2 separate regions of the Mus musculus genome follow, and region 1 is linked to region 2. Evidence: chromatin contacts called from public HiChIP or PLAC-seq data. All regions are on one chromosome and are shown on one strand. The core of a region is the stretch at or near the end of the contact, and the rest is flanking DNA. Distances in the headings are between cores, read along the strand shown. Region 1 overlaps Gm32549 (a long non-coding RNA gene). Region 2 overlaps Cda (cytidine deaminase).

The links. HiChIP or PLAC-seq counts read pairs in DNA pulled down with a chosen protein or histone mark.
Region 1: a FOXA1 HiChIP or PLAC-seq map of pancreatic cancer cells shows a contact between it and region 2. The contact joins two enhancer-like sites. A contact is called at or near these places in 1 of 484 Hi-C or Micro-C datasets (liver), 1 of 115 datasets of contacts at active chromatin or transcription factors (pancreatic cancer cells) and 1 of 9 other capture datasets (liver).

What each region holds. Positions count from the first base shown.
Region 1 is chr4:138,506,078-138,512,234 of GRCm38.p6, reverse strand. The region is part of intron 3 of Gm32549 (a long non-coding RNA gene); the gene reads right to left. Among named protein-coding and RNA genes, the nearest start is that of Gm32549, 13 kb to the right of the region's middle. Within about 2 kb of position 2,169, at least 12 of the 459 cell types and tissues checked have an H3K27ac peak or open chromatin away from gene starts, as enhancers often do. A contact at or near this core is called in pancreatic cancer cells, where this site is marked.
Region 2 is chr4:138,343,403-138,349,890 of GRCm38.p6, reverse strand. It overlaps Cda (cytidine deaminase), which reads left to right. Exons shown (of 4, transcript NM_028176.1): 3 at 6,327-6,384. Among named protein-coding and RNA genes, the nearest start is that of Pink1, 20 kb to the right of the region's middle. Within about 2 kb of position 4,835, at least 73 of the 459 cell types and tissues checked have an H3K27ac peak or open chromatin away from gene starts, as enhancers often do. A contact at or near this core is called in pancreatic cancer cells, where this site is marked.

The DNA.
Region 1 (6,157 bases), core at 920-3,419, 170 kb before region 2:
GGGACAGGCCCCTGGGTGACACGTAGCATCCTGAGCGAAGGGGAAGTATAGACAAAATCCCTGGGGTACCAACACACCTGACACACTCGTGAAGCAGAAAGGAGACCAGCCTGGCCAAAGCAGAGTGAAATGGTGGGTAGGGTAAGAGATGGGGACACAGAGGAAACAGAGAAAGCCACTGCAAGAATCCAGGTGGCCAGTGAGGACAGTGACCAGGGCAGATGCCCATTATCGTGGTACAAAAAGGTCTGAGCCAGATGGCTGAGATCAAGACCCGGTAGGCACATAACCATAGATAAGTAAGACATGTTACTTGATGTGCCTCAGTTTATTCCTCTGCGAATATCCTGAATGTGAGCTCCCTCACTTTATGGAGGAAAGATCAAACAAACCACACCTGTGGTGGGTTGGTTGTGAATGGCCCCACAGGCTCATATATTTGAATTCTTGGACCCCAGTTGGTAGAACTGTTTGGGAAGGATTAGGAGGCATGGCCTTGTGGGAGGAGGTGGTTTTGAAATGTTGAGGTTTCAAAAGCCCACCCCAGGCTCAGTCTTTAGCTCTCTCTACCTCCAACCAACTTGCAGATTAAGACATAAGCCCTTCCCTAGTGATAGGCCCTTCCCTAGTGAACCAACACTATTGCTGCTTGCCTATGGCTGCACTCCCCACCATGATGGCTATGGACTCACCCTCTGAAACTGTAAGCATGCCTCCAGTCAAACGCTTTCTTTTATAAGCTGCCTTGACCATGGTGCTTTGTCACAGCAATAGAAAGGTAAGATACCGCCTTCCCTGGTAGTCAAGGCTAATGGAAGGAGCAATGTCATGGCTACCTATCCTTCCACTGGGCTAGGGGGAGGCTCTTCACCCCTGCACTGTGCTCTTCAGACTCAAGAGGAAAGTAGCAAACAGATCCAAGTTCAGAACCATTCTCCAAAATGCCTGCCTGGTGATCCTTCAGTCAGCTCACAAAAAAGGAAAAAAAAAAAAAAAAAAAAAAAAAGGAAAAACTGATACTGTCAGGGACCAGGAGATACCAAGGAAAAGTCACGAGTCCGTGCAACAGGAGACTCAGGATCAGATATCAGACAAGAAAAGAGCATTGGAGCAGAGCTGGGACATCTAAACCCTTCCAAAACAGAGTTCACAGCATTGTACCCGTACAGGCATCTTCATTTCAGTCAGTGTACCATGGCCATAGAAGACGTGTTAGCATCAGGAAGCTAGGTGGGTGGAGACACAAGCTGGCCTTTCACCCTCCAAGGGCCAAGAAAGACTACTTACTATTATTCTTTCAACAAACATTGAGCAGATTATCAGGCCACTCCGTCCATCTACAGGACAGCGTGGAGAGGCGAGACCAACCAGGGAGCAGGCAGAAAGAATCAAAGCCATGCATCCCTGCAAAGGATGCTTCTCCAGGGGACACGATCAAAGCCATGCATCCCTGCAAAGGGTGCTTCTCCAGGGGACACGATCAAAGCCATGCATCCCTGCAAAGGGTGCTTCTCCAGGGGACACAATCAAAGCCATGCATCCCTGCAAAGGGTGCTTCTCCAGGCAAAGGGCTCAGATAGGCCAGAGAGAGCTCTGCCCTAAGACCAGCGCCCAGCATCCAAAAGGAGGCTGCCAGTGTGCCAAGATGGCACAACCCATGAGGTGCTTGATGTATAAGTCTTTTGATGTAAGTTCAGTGTTCAGAATCTATGTGAAAGTGGAGGGTGGCTACATGAATGGACTCTATAAAGCTGTCTCTGACCTCCTCACGCAAGCTGTGGCATGCAGAACTCCCACCCACCCACCCATCCACCCACCCACACACACAATAACAACAACAACAATAATAATAATCTAATTTTAAATGCTGCCCAAAGGCCCTTGACATTCTTGTTCCCACCAGAACATCTGAATTACCCGGTTGACCTTCAGATCTGATTCCAAACACTAACTACATTGGCCCAGTCACACTTTCCCTCCCATCCCTGACGGAGACTCAACCAACAGAATCAGTTTGTTTAAACTCTTTACTGTTGGCACGGCTACCTACATCCCCCCCTGCCCGCCCGCCAGTCATCCCTGCTAATCACTCAACAAACCATGCGTCATGACTGTTCGTCACTCAACAAACGTTTACTCAGGATGATCAATGAAGCATGACACCAGAGCTGCCCACGGATCTGTCGGAAGGGTTTGATCTCAGGTGTGCCCTCCAGCTACGCAGTCATGACTGGCCCCTGAGCCTGGTTTGTTCGTTTGTTTGTTTGTTCCACCTCAAAATAGGAATAATAACAACCCCAATATTGATATGCATGCTCACTAAGAGATAGATGACTGTTGTGTGTTGCTGTTTAAAAAAAAAAACTGATTTTGGGTATTTTGGCAACTTTCGGTAGAAAAAGTTTATTTTATCTTTGATTTCCAGTTTACAGTGAATCCTTATATGGAAGCCACGGAGGCGGGAGATGGAAGCAGCTGTTTATATCACATCTACAGTCAAGAGCGGAGAGAAATGGATGCCAGCTTCATATGCAACTAGCTCTCTTCACTCCCATACAGGTCAAGGCCTGAACCCAGTGAGTGGTGTCACCCATGGAGGGCTAAATCTTCCCATATCTTGTTAAGGCAAACAAGACAACCTCCCACCACTCCCACCCCCTGCCGGAGCAAATGTGCACAGCCCTACACACACACACACACACACACACACACACACACACACACACACACACACACACCCCAGCCAGCTGATTAACAACCTGTCACCACAACTCCCTTCCAGGTGTTAAATTGACAGTTAAAGCTGAGCATCATGGGTCATGGCTAAGATCACTCACTGCTCTCCAAGAGAACGTGGGTGTGGCTCCTGGTATCCATATGGTATCTCACAGCTGTCTATAGCTATCGTTCTAGAGAAGCCAGTCTCTTCATTTAGCTTCCATGGGCACACGGAGCACATACATACATCTGTACAGGCAAAACATACGTCGAATAAATAAATAAACTAGGCACCACACAATTCATTATAACACAGGAGACACACTATCAAGTAACAGCTTGTATCCCAGGGGCAATAGCCCCAAATTTCAGAGCTTCAAGGAAAGAATTCTAGGCTACCTTCCCTGAAGGTTTAGAGACCCCAAGATGAACTAGAGTTGACAACCTGCCAAAGCAGCCTGACACATCATGGAACTAGGAAGATGGCCAAGTCAGCAAAATGTTCACTGCCCAAACATGACTACCTGAGCGTGTCTCCATGACTCGAATCTAAAGCAAAAATGAAAGGCAAACATGGCGCCGCACGCCTGTAACCCTACAGCTGAAAGGCAGGGAGAGATCCATCCCTGGGGCTCACTGACTCCCCAGGTCGTCAGTGAGATCCGGGTAAAAGCCAGAGAGCCTGTCACAAGAACCCAAGTGAAGAGTAATTGAGGACCCTATCTGAAGTTGACCTCCAGCCCCCACATGCGCGCACACACACACACACACACACACACACACACACACACACACAGGGACAAACCGTCAAGCCAGACCCTCAGCAGCCTTGGACTCCTGTGGCAGCCCCAATCTTGTGAGCATGCTGGGGACTGTGGCTCCTCTGATGTCATCTGGCCACCCTCAGGAGACCCCAGGGATGAGGACCACTGGGCCAGCAGGGAAGGATGTCACAGCAAGAAGGCGACAGGGCAAGAACTGTTTTAAGTATCAATATACTCAAACTGCTTTTTCTCAAAAGGTAGCTAGCAACTCCAGGGAAATAAAACCTTAAATGGAGAACGAAGGTGGGGGGGGGATATAGCAATATTGGGAGAAAGCAAAGAACAGGAAAAGACTGGGGAAGAAAACAAGAAGCAAAACCATCACCTTCCTGATTGTGAACTCAGCCAGCCGGCTTCCCACTCCCCCTCCAGCTCGCAAATGCAGGAAGATCTACAGAACTGTCCCCCAGGGAAAGTGCTGAGAGTTACTTAAAAACAACCACTTAAAGTCTCCAGAAATGGCCCCAGGACTTCAGCAAATAAAGAAATGTTTATTCAGGAAAACCTACCACGATGCTGAGAACAAGAGCCTGAGATGCCTGGTGATTTAATCATGATTGTCACCTTGATTGAACTGAAAAGCATCTAGAAGATTCATAAGGCGCCTCGGCTCTCATTGAGACTGTGGGGGTGTTCCCAGAGAGGGTGAACCAAGGCTCTGAGTGTGCACTGCACCTCCTCACAGGCTGAGGGCCCATCGGGTAGAATAAAAAGGGGGGAGATGGGAAGCCAAGAGCATAGCTCGGCTGGGAGGGGGCTTGCTGTATTAGAATAAAGACCTGAGTTCGATTCCCAGGCTCCCACTAAAGGGAGCCTTTACACTTCTAATTCCAGCACTAGAGAGGCAGACACAGGCAGACCCCTGGGGCTCTCTGGCCAGCCTTGTTATCCTATGAGGTGAGTCCCCGGCCAATGAGAGATGAGAGACCCTGTCTCAAGAAATTGAAGAGGACAGCACATGAAGTACATTACCTGATATTGACCTCTGACCTCTACCTGTACTCATGTGCACGCATACACACACACACACACAGAGAGAGAGAGAGAGAGAGAGAGAGAGAGAGAGAGAGAGAGAGAGAGAGAGAGAGAGAGAGAGAACAGGGTTAGGGAGCTAGCTTGAATAGTCATTCTTTTATTTATTTATTTTTTGATTTATTCTCTCATACCTCGGGACCCCAGTTTCTCCTCCCACCTTCCTCACACCTCCCCTCTTCCCCAGATCCACTCCCATTCTTTCTCTCTGTTTCCTGGCCACCATCACGTGAGGTGCTCTGATCCCGACATCCTCCCTGCCATGTTGGTTTGAAACCATGAGCCAATAGAAACTAGTTGTCCCTTTGTGCTGTTCTCTCAGGTGTTTGTCACAGCAAGGAAAGGTCAGATACACATGGTTCACTTCCTCACCCACCCCATCTCAGTTTTAAAGAAACTCTACCAGGGTCAGTGGACCCTGACACCCCTCTTCCGGTCCCTCTAGCTTCCAGTGGCTGCCCCTCCCTCTGCTTGCTGCTGCAGAGGTGGAGTCCTGAGGAGTATGGCTGAGAAGCAGACACCCTTCTGCCTAGCCTTGGCCAGCAAGATGGAGGAGCAAAGCAAGCAGAGCACACTGAGACACACTGAGGTCCCAGGTGCCCTCCTCCCTCTAGCGCAGTCATAAAAACAGAGGCTTTCACTGAGAGACAAACGGAGGGCTCCAGAGACTATAGCCAGAACCTGCCTCACTAAGTGCCAACTCCCAAAGGGGAGGTGTCACTAGGAAAACAACATGTCACTGTCCCCACCCTCAGCCACAGCCACTGTCCCCCACCAGCCACTGTCTCTTCCCCCACTAGCTGCTGTCCCCAAGGAAGGCTCTGGAGAAAATGGAGCCTTCCTTCTCTGGTCAACAGGAGACACATTCACACAGGGGGCAGAGGATACACACAGGAGTCAGAGCAGTGGGCAATGGACAAGGTTGGTACCTGCAGAGATGAGAGAGAAGGAGGGGGGCACAGAGGGTGTGTCCTGACCAGTTTATCTTCTGTGCAGACATAGCCTCCAGTTCTAGTTGCCTGACCCCCCTCATTCTCTCTCTTTCTCTCTCTCTCTCTCTCTCTCTCTCTCTCTCTCTCTCTCTCTCTCTCTCTCTCTCTCTCTCTCTCTCTCTCATTCTCTTACACACACACACATGCACATGCATGCACATGCCAAGCCTAGGGTTTATGGCATGGCAGGGCTCCTGCATGGCAAACAACAAATGTGAACAGAAGAGTTTAGACGCAGACAGCAGGACTGGGTGTGTGTGGCCAGCCTGAGCTACATAACCAGATCCTGTTTCAAAGGCCCTACCCAGAAAGGAAAGAAAACCCAAACAGTGGCTTAGGACAATGCCAGTGTGAACATCCCTGTTCTTTGCAGAGGGGCTCCAGTCTGTTCTACACATAGGTCAACCAGGGATGCTGCCTTGACGGTAGTGATGGACCCCAGGGTAACGGCTCTGAATGTTGTCCCAGCCTCCCTCCTGGCTCACCTGGGTGGTTCCTCCCTCTATCCATATTCCGGCCCTGGTGACGTAATGGCCCTCTGAGATACTCCCTAGGGACTGCTTTACTTTTTGGATGATCTGAAATTTCTTA
Region 2 (6,488 bases), core at 3,586-6,085:
ATATATGTCTGTACACCAGAGGTATGTGTGGTGCCTGAGGTCAGAAGAGGACATTGGATCTCCTGGGACTGGAGTTACAAGCAGCTGTGATCCGGCATGTGGGTGCTGGGAATCAAACCCAGGTCCTCTAGCTAGAGCAACAAGTGACCCATGTCTCCCAGTCCTTTAAAAGGTGTTTTAAATGTAGCCTTCAAGTACAAAGGTTAACAGAAAGAGAGCAGCCCAGGAGAAGGGTGAGCTACACCCAAAAGCCTAGGCTTGAGCTTCTCAAAGGAAATAGACACTTTGTTATCCCAGTGGTGACTGGAGGAGGGATTTGGAAGCTTTGAGATCTCAGGTTCAGCTGGTTTCTTTCTCCCTCCCTCCCTCCCTCCCTCCCTTTCTCCCTTTCTCCCTTTCTCCCTTCCTCCCTTCCTTCTTTTCTGTTGTTTTGTTTTGTTTTTGTTTGAGACAAGGTCTTACTCTGTGTCCCTAGCAGTCTACACAGCTATGAAACTCACTATGTAGACCAGGCTGGCCTCAAACTCACAGCCATCCACCTGCCTCTACCTCCCTTAGGATTAAAGATCTGAAACCACCTGGGCTAATAATTGGTATTCTTCGTTCTCAGCTGCTGAAAGGCTTCCCCAGTCTCCCGAGTGAGTGGCTCCCATCCCTCTCCTTTTCCCTGTCTTTCTGGTCTGCCTCAGACTCCACCCTCAGGGTTGGCCCACAGAGCAGGTAAACTCAGGAGGACTGGCACAGCAGGGACGTTTCTGTCTCAGTAACACCAATTTCGACACAAATCCCTGGAGGTACAAAAGAAAGATGTCACACAGAAACTCAACAGCCAGAGGACCTGAGAGTCATTGGGCACGGACTCCCTTGCCACCACCCCACTTTTACAGACAAACAAAACCAACCAACCAAACAAACAAACCCTTGAGGCCTGAGAAGTTAAGGAACTTTCCTGGAAGTTGGCTGTAGATAAAACTGGAACGAAACTCTGATCCCAGAATCATAGTCCAGGGTACAGTCCTCTGTGCCACTCGGTGCCAGGAGGCAGACTCTGTTGCCTGCTCTTTTTAAGTGGGCGCAGAACGAGCTGTTGAGCTTTGCTAACTCCAGATAAAGGTGCCAAAACCAGGGTTCAAAAGCAAGCTGGCTCAGTGACTCGGTGACAGTCATGTAAGAACTGACTATGGCTCAAGTTAACCCAACTCCAGTTAGGGTCTGACTAAACTAGATTTCTAGTCAGTGCTCTCTAGTACCTCAGATGTAATGGCTCAGGCTCCCGTGGGCTTCCTCCCACTGGAGTGTGGTGGGGTCTTGTTGGCACTGGACCCAGACTGTATAGCTCCTAGGCCAAAGCCCGTGTGAATGGACTCTTTACTAGTTTAGATCCCCAGAAATTTTGTGCTTTTGTGGTAAGTTGCATTTGCGTACCCCCTTTTTTTATTGGCTGGGCGAGAAGTAATCTTGGCAAGTTACTGGTTAAAGAAATTGACACAGGACACAGTGAACCCAGCCAGCAGAGCCGGCTAACCAAGCATTGGTCTTAAGCAGCGTGGGACACAAACCCTAGAAGATCATTTCTTCCTGTGAATGGAGTTGCAGCCTGGTAGAGCAGCAAAGGTTTACAATAGTCTGTGCACCAGAAAGGGATCTTGTGGCTTTTCCAAGACCCTGCGTTTTGCCTCCATCTGGCCCCGAGGGGGTCCTGAGGGTCATGTTGCAGTGACTGGAGCCAGGTGTGCCCTTGGGAAGCAAGGCTTCGGTTCCAGGCTTTCTCTGGAGCCCAGGGCTGTCCTGGTTCCCGTAGGTTTTCAGAGGATAAATGAGGCTGAGCTGGGAACATTTTGAGCAGGATGTGAACTGCACGTACGAAGAAATGGGGAGAAATAACTCAATTGCAGAGCTGCTCCAAGAAAGCCATGGTGTTCTGGGGAAGGAGAGGTCGGTGCCATAGCCTGCCGGCTCCGTTAGCATTTGCCCAATGGAAGGCTCTTTTCTTTTGCCCATCGCCTGCCTTTAAACATGACCCATTGGGTCTTGCTGCAATCATCAGACTTCCTTACACAAACACCTGCAGTTTCTAGCACCCAACTGGCCTACTCTGGATCTTTAGCCCATCACCGAATCCCCCAGCCAGCAATGCAGTCATTATCACACTAATGAATTATTAAAGAAAGCTTGGATTTAGAGGAGGAAGGCCAGCCAGCTCTTTTTGGCACAGACCAGGGCCGAGCAGCCCAGTTCCCTCTCTGGGATCACAAAGGATGGGGTGCTGTGGATGTTGGCAGAGCCAGGTGAGATCCTGAGGTCCTACTGGACTCTGTTCTCAGAGTCAGTAGGTTTCTAGCTCACCAAGCTATGACCTCAGTATGCAGCCAAGGTTTGCACAAACCACACAAAACCCTTGATCTCCAGGGATAAAAGGTATCCTGGGGAGGAGAATCAGGAAAGCATGGGAGAGATGTCTAGATGCAGCCAACTTGTCTGATGGTTATTGATCATTCTTGCCAGATATGTTAACTGACAGATAAAAGCCCTAGCTCCCAGGTCACTGGGGACTGCCCTACTGTCCACCTAAGATGCTTAGAAACCTCTAAGCCTAGCTATTTTATTTTATTTTATTTTATTTTATTTTATTTTATTTTATTTTATTTTTTGACTAGGTCTCACATAAGCCAGGCTGGCCTAGAACTTACTTTGCAAGCAAGGCTGTGACCATGAAACTCTGATCTTCCTGCCTTCACCACTTGAATGCTGGGACGGCAAGTCTGTGCCATCATACCCTCTTTGGGCTCTGTGGTCAAGTACTCTATCCATCCAGCTACAATCCCAGCCCTCAGCCTGGCTTTCTAAGCTGGAAAATTCACGAGAGGGAGTGGGCCGGCCACGTGAATTGACTTCTGAGAACTCCCTAGCACACAGTGTGTCACCAAGGAGAACCACAGTTGTGACATTATTGTTCTTACTTGGCAAGCCATAAGAAAAGCAAAGGCAGAGTTTGTGGGTTCTGAGTTCAAATCCCGACCGGGCCCCCGATTGGCTCTGTGACCCTGAGTAAGTTGCTTCTTCCACGATCTTTAACACGCAGTAAAAGCTTGCACACAGGTTCATGTCTTCTAGGATGTTAGGAGATTAAATGAGCTGATTGGCTGGCTCCTCTGCAGAGCCTCGGCTGAACATTTGGGACTGCAGCGCAGAATGAAGTGAGCTATTTAGCACAGTTTAGAACTTTGGGTGGTTGAAACTAAGGCTGAATCCAGCTTCCTTGTAGGACGCAGGATTGGTCCTCCGGTGACTTCTGACTTGAGCCACCATATCCAAGAAGGGAAATGACAGGGGCAGATCACATAGGGTCTCACCGGCTGTGGAAGGGAGGCAGAGTTCCCTGGGTAACACTTCTTGGAGGTCTCTGTTGCTCCTTTTCCATACCTGCCTGGCTGAGAGCAGGCCCTGGATCAATACAAGTAGAAAGAAATGAAACATAAGACAGGCTAAGCTTTGTAACACCAGTCACCCAGAGACTGCACAGTTTACTTGACTCATAGAGTGAGTGCCCTGCAGAGTGGCCCCCATTCCCTCAGGTTCCCATGGGGTTTCTTCTGAAGCAGGAAGCCTTCTCAGGGAAAATCCCACTTTTTCCTGGAGCAAAACCAGTTTTTGATTTGCCAGGCACAATAGAGCATGCCTTTAATCCCAGCACTCAGGAGCCAAAGGCAGGTGGATCTCTGTGTGCTTAAGGCCAGCCTGATCTACATAGTGAGTTCCAGGACAGCCAAGGCTACACAGAGAAACCCTGTCTTGAAGGGGGGTGGAGTAAAACAGAAACATTCTTTTGTTTGTTTGTTTGTTTCTTTTGAGACAGGGTTTCTCTGTTTAGCCCTGGCTGTCTTGGAAATCACTCTGTAGACCAGGCTGGCCTCGAACTCAGAAATCTGCCTGCCTCTGCCTTCCAAGTGCTGGGATTAAAGGTGTGTGCCACTACTGCCCAGCCAGAAACATTCTTTGATTGGACCTTCGGATACAAGTCAATTATCATGGAATCCAAAAAACAGCCCCTGGCCTCTCTGTCCCATCATTAACTGCCTCCACTTGGTCCGTTGCTGGCTAGTTAGTTTGGCTCTTTAGTCTATAAAGACGTGACCATGGTGAATTTGTGTGTCTTGTTCATTATAGCACCCCTAGCACCCGTGGCAGTTCCTAGTGCCAGGCATGGAGTAAGTACTCAATAAATATTAGTCATCTGAAATGAGCCAGCCTCTGCAGAATGCTTTTCAGGGAGCTCAGCACGCTAGGCACACAGTACACGGCACAACAGCTGCTGTTGGCGCGTGGCAATATTAATTATAGACGGCATAGAGCACACTGCATGAAATAAAATAGTATGCAGTAAAGTATTAAAATATGGAAGAGGCCACACATGGAAGGTGTGCGGAAATTAGCCCCGGCAATAACAATATAGCACTCGGAGGCTTATAAAACCCCTGGGGTTGGGACTTAGCTCAGCTGGAAGAATGCCTACCTAGCCTGCATAAAGCCCTGGCTTCCATCCCCAGCACTGCATAAAACCAGGCCTGGCGGTGCGTGCCTGTAATACAGGAACTCAGGAGACAGAAGCCGGAGGCTCATGAGGTCAAGGTTATCCACGGCTATGTGGCAAGCTGGAGGCCAGCCTGGGCTACATGAGACTTTGTCTCAAAAATAAAGTTTTACATCCTTGGGACATGCTATGTCATTTTGTTGAAATCCTTCCAAGTAGATGACAGTATCAGTGTGACCCACGTGTGACAGACAAAGGAAGGATCCTGGGTGACTTAAGATGACTCAGAGCCACACAGTGAGCCAAACAGGAAGTTGGCCCAAATCCCATGCTCTTTTCCAGCCGTCCCCAAGCTGTGGGCCCAGAAGGGTAGGGATTGTGGCCACCAAGGCCCCACAGCCAAATCTTCACTCTCTGGACATCATCCCTGTCCTCTGTCTGAGCCAGACAATGGCACAAAGGTGCCTGAATTCTTGAAGGCAACCTGGCTGGAAGCGTGTGTCTTGCTTCCTGTTTCCCTCGGATGCCAGCAGCCCATCCTTCTCTTTGATACATATACGTGGTATTCTTCTATCCCAGAGCCTTTCGGAGCCTGTCTTCTTTTTTCGTCCATCCCCCTTTCTTCCTTTTTACCAACATTTGTTTTTGTTTTTCGAGACAGGGTTTCTCTGTATAGCCCTGGCTGTCCTGGAACTCACTTTGTAGACCAGGCTGTCCTGGAACTCAGAAATCCGCCTGCCTCTGCCTCCTGAGTGCTGGGATTAAAGGCGTGCGCCACCACCGCCCGGCTCCAACATTTTTATTTTTTATTTATTTTTTTTAAGATTTATTTATTTATTTATTTATTATATGTAAGTACACTATAGCTGTCTTCAGACACTCCAGAAGAGGGAGTCAGATCTTGTTACGGATGGTTGTGAGCCACCATGTGGTTGCTGGGATTTGAACTCTGGACCTTCGGAAGAGCAGTCGGGTGCTCTTATCCATTGAGCCATCTCTCCAGCCCCCCAACATTTTTATATACATGGTGTGTGTATGTGTGTGTGTTGTCTGTGTGTGTGTTGTCTGTGTGTGTGTCCATGGAGGACAGAAGGCTTCAGCTCTTCTAAAGCCAGAGTTACAGGTGTTTGTAAGCCACCGTACAGGTGCTCAGTTCTCCTGGAAGAGCAGAAAGTGCTCTTAATCACAGAGCCATCTCTCTACCCACCCACCATAGCCATTCTGTTATTTATCTCACCAAATCTATGACCTTGAAAATGAAACGGCTATCCTGATTCCCTGCTTGTTAAATGTCTGGTCTAGTAGTTTTTCACTAAATGGGAATGCATGACTCTATTCTTCTTGTGGCGACCAGCTGGTGTCACCTTCTGTGCGAGACATTGTCTCACTCCTGTGGCCGGCTTACTACTCTTTTATCATGTGTTCTTTTGGCATTTTATTTAATAAATCATCTAGCTTTGTGTCATGCCTCCTGGGTCCAGCCATCCTACAAAAGACAAGCTCTCCTTCATCCCTGTCTCCTGGAGCGTGGTGACAGACAAGCTAAAGGCCCCTTAAACATTTATGAGCTCACTGATGAGGTAGCTTTACCGCCGTGGCTTTGATTTCGGAAGTGTGGCCAGCCGCCAAGCCAAGCAGTCTTCCCAGCCTCCAGGACACATGATTCTGGGACTCAAGGACTGTCTGATGGAATGTGACCTGATTTGTAACAGGACAGGGACTTAGTTTGTGAATTTCAGCCGTCGGCCAAGAGCCTTGTGGCAGACCGCTCTCAGTTGAATCTTTGTCTCCCCAGTGACTTGCAAGAAGAGTTCATCTCTCCCTGTGGAGCCTGCCGACAAGTCATGAGAGAGGTAAGTGCCTGGTCTCTTCCTGGAAAGCATCCCTGAGGTCTCTTAGGGGTCACACCAGACTGCCAGTGTGGACAGTTACTGTCTGGGCTCTATACTCTGCTGGC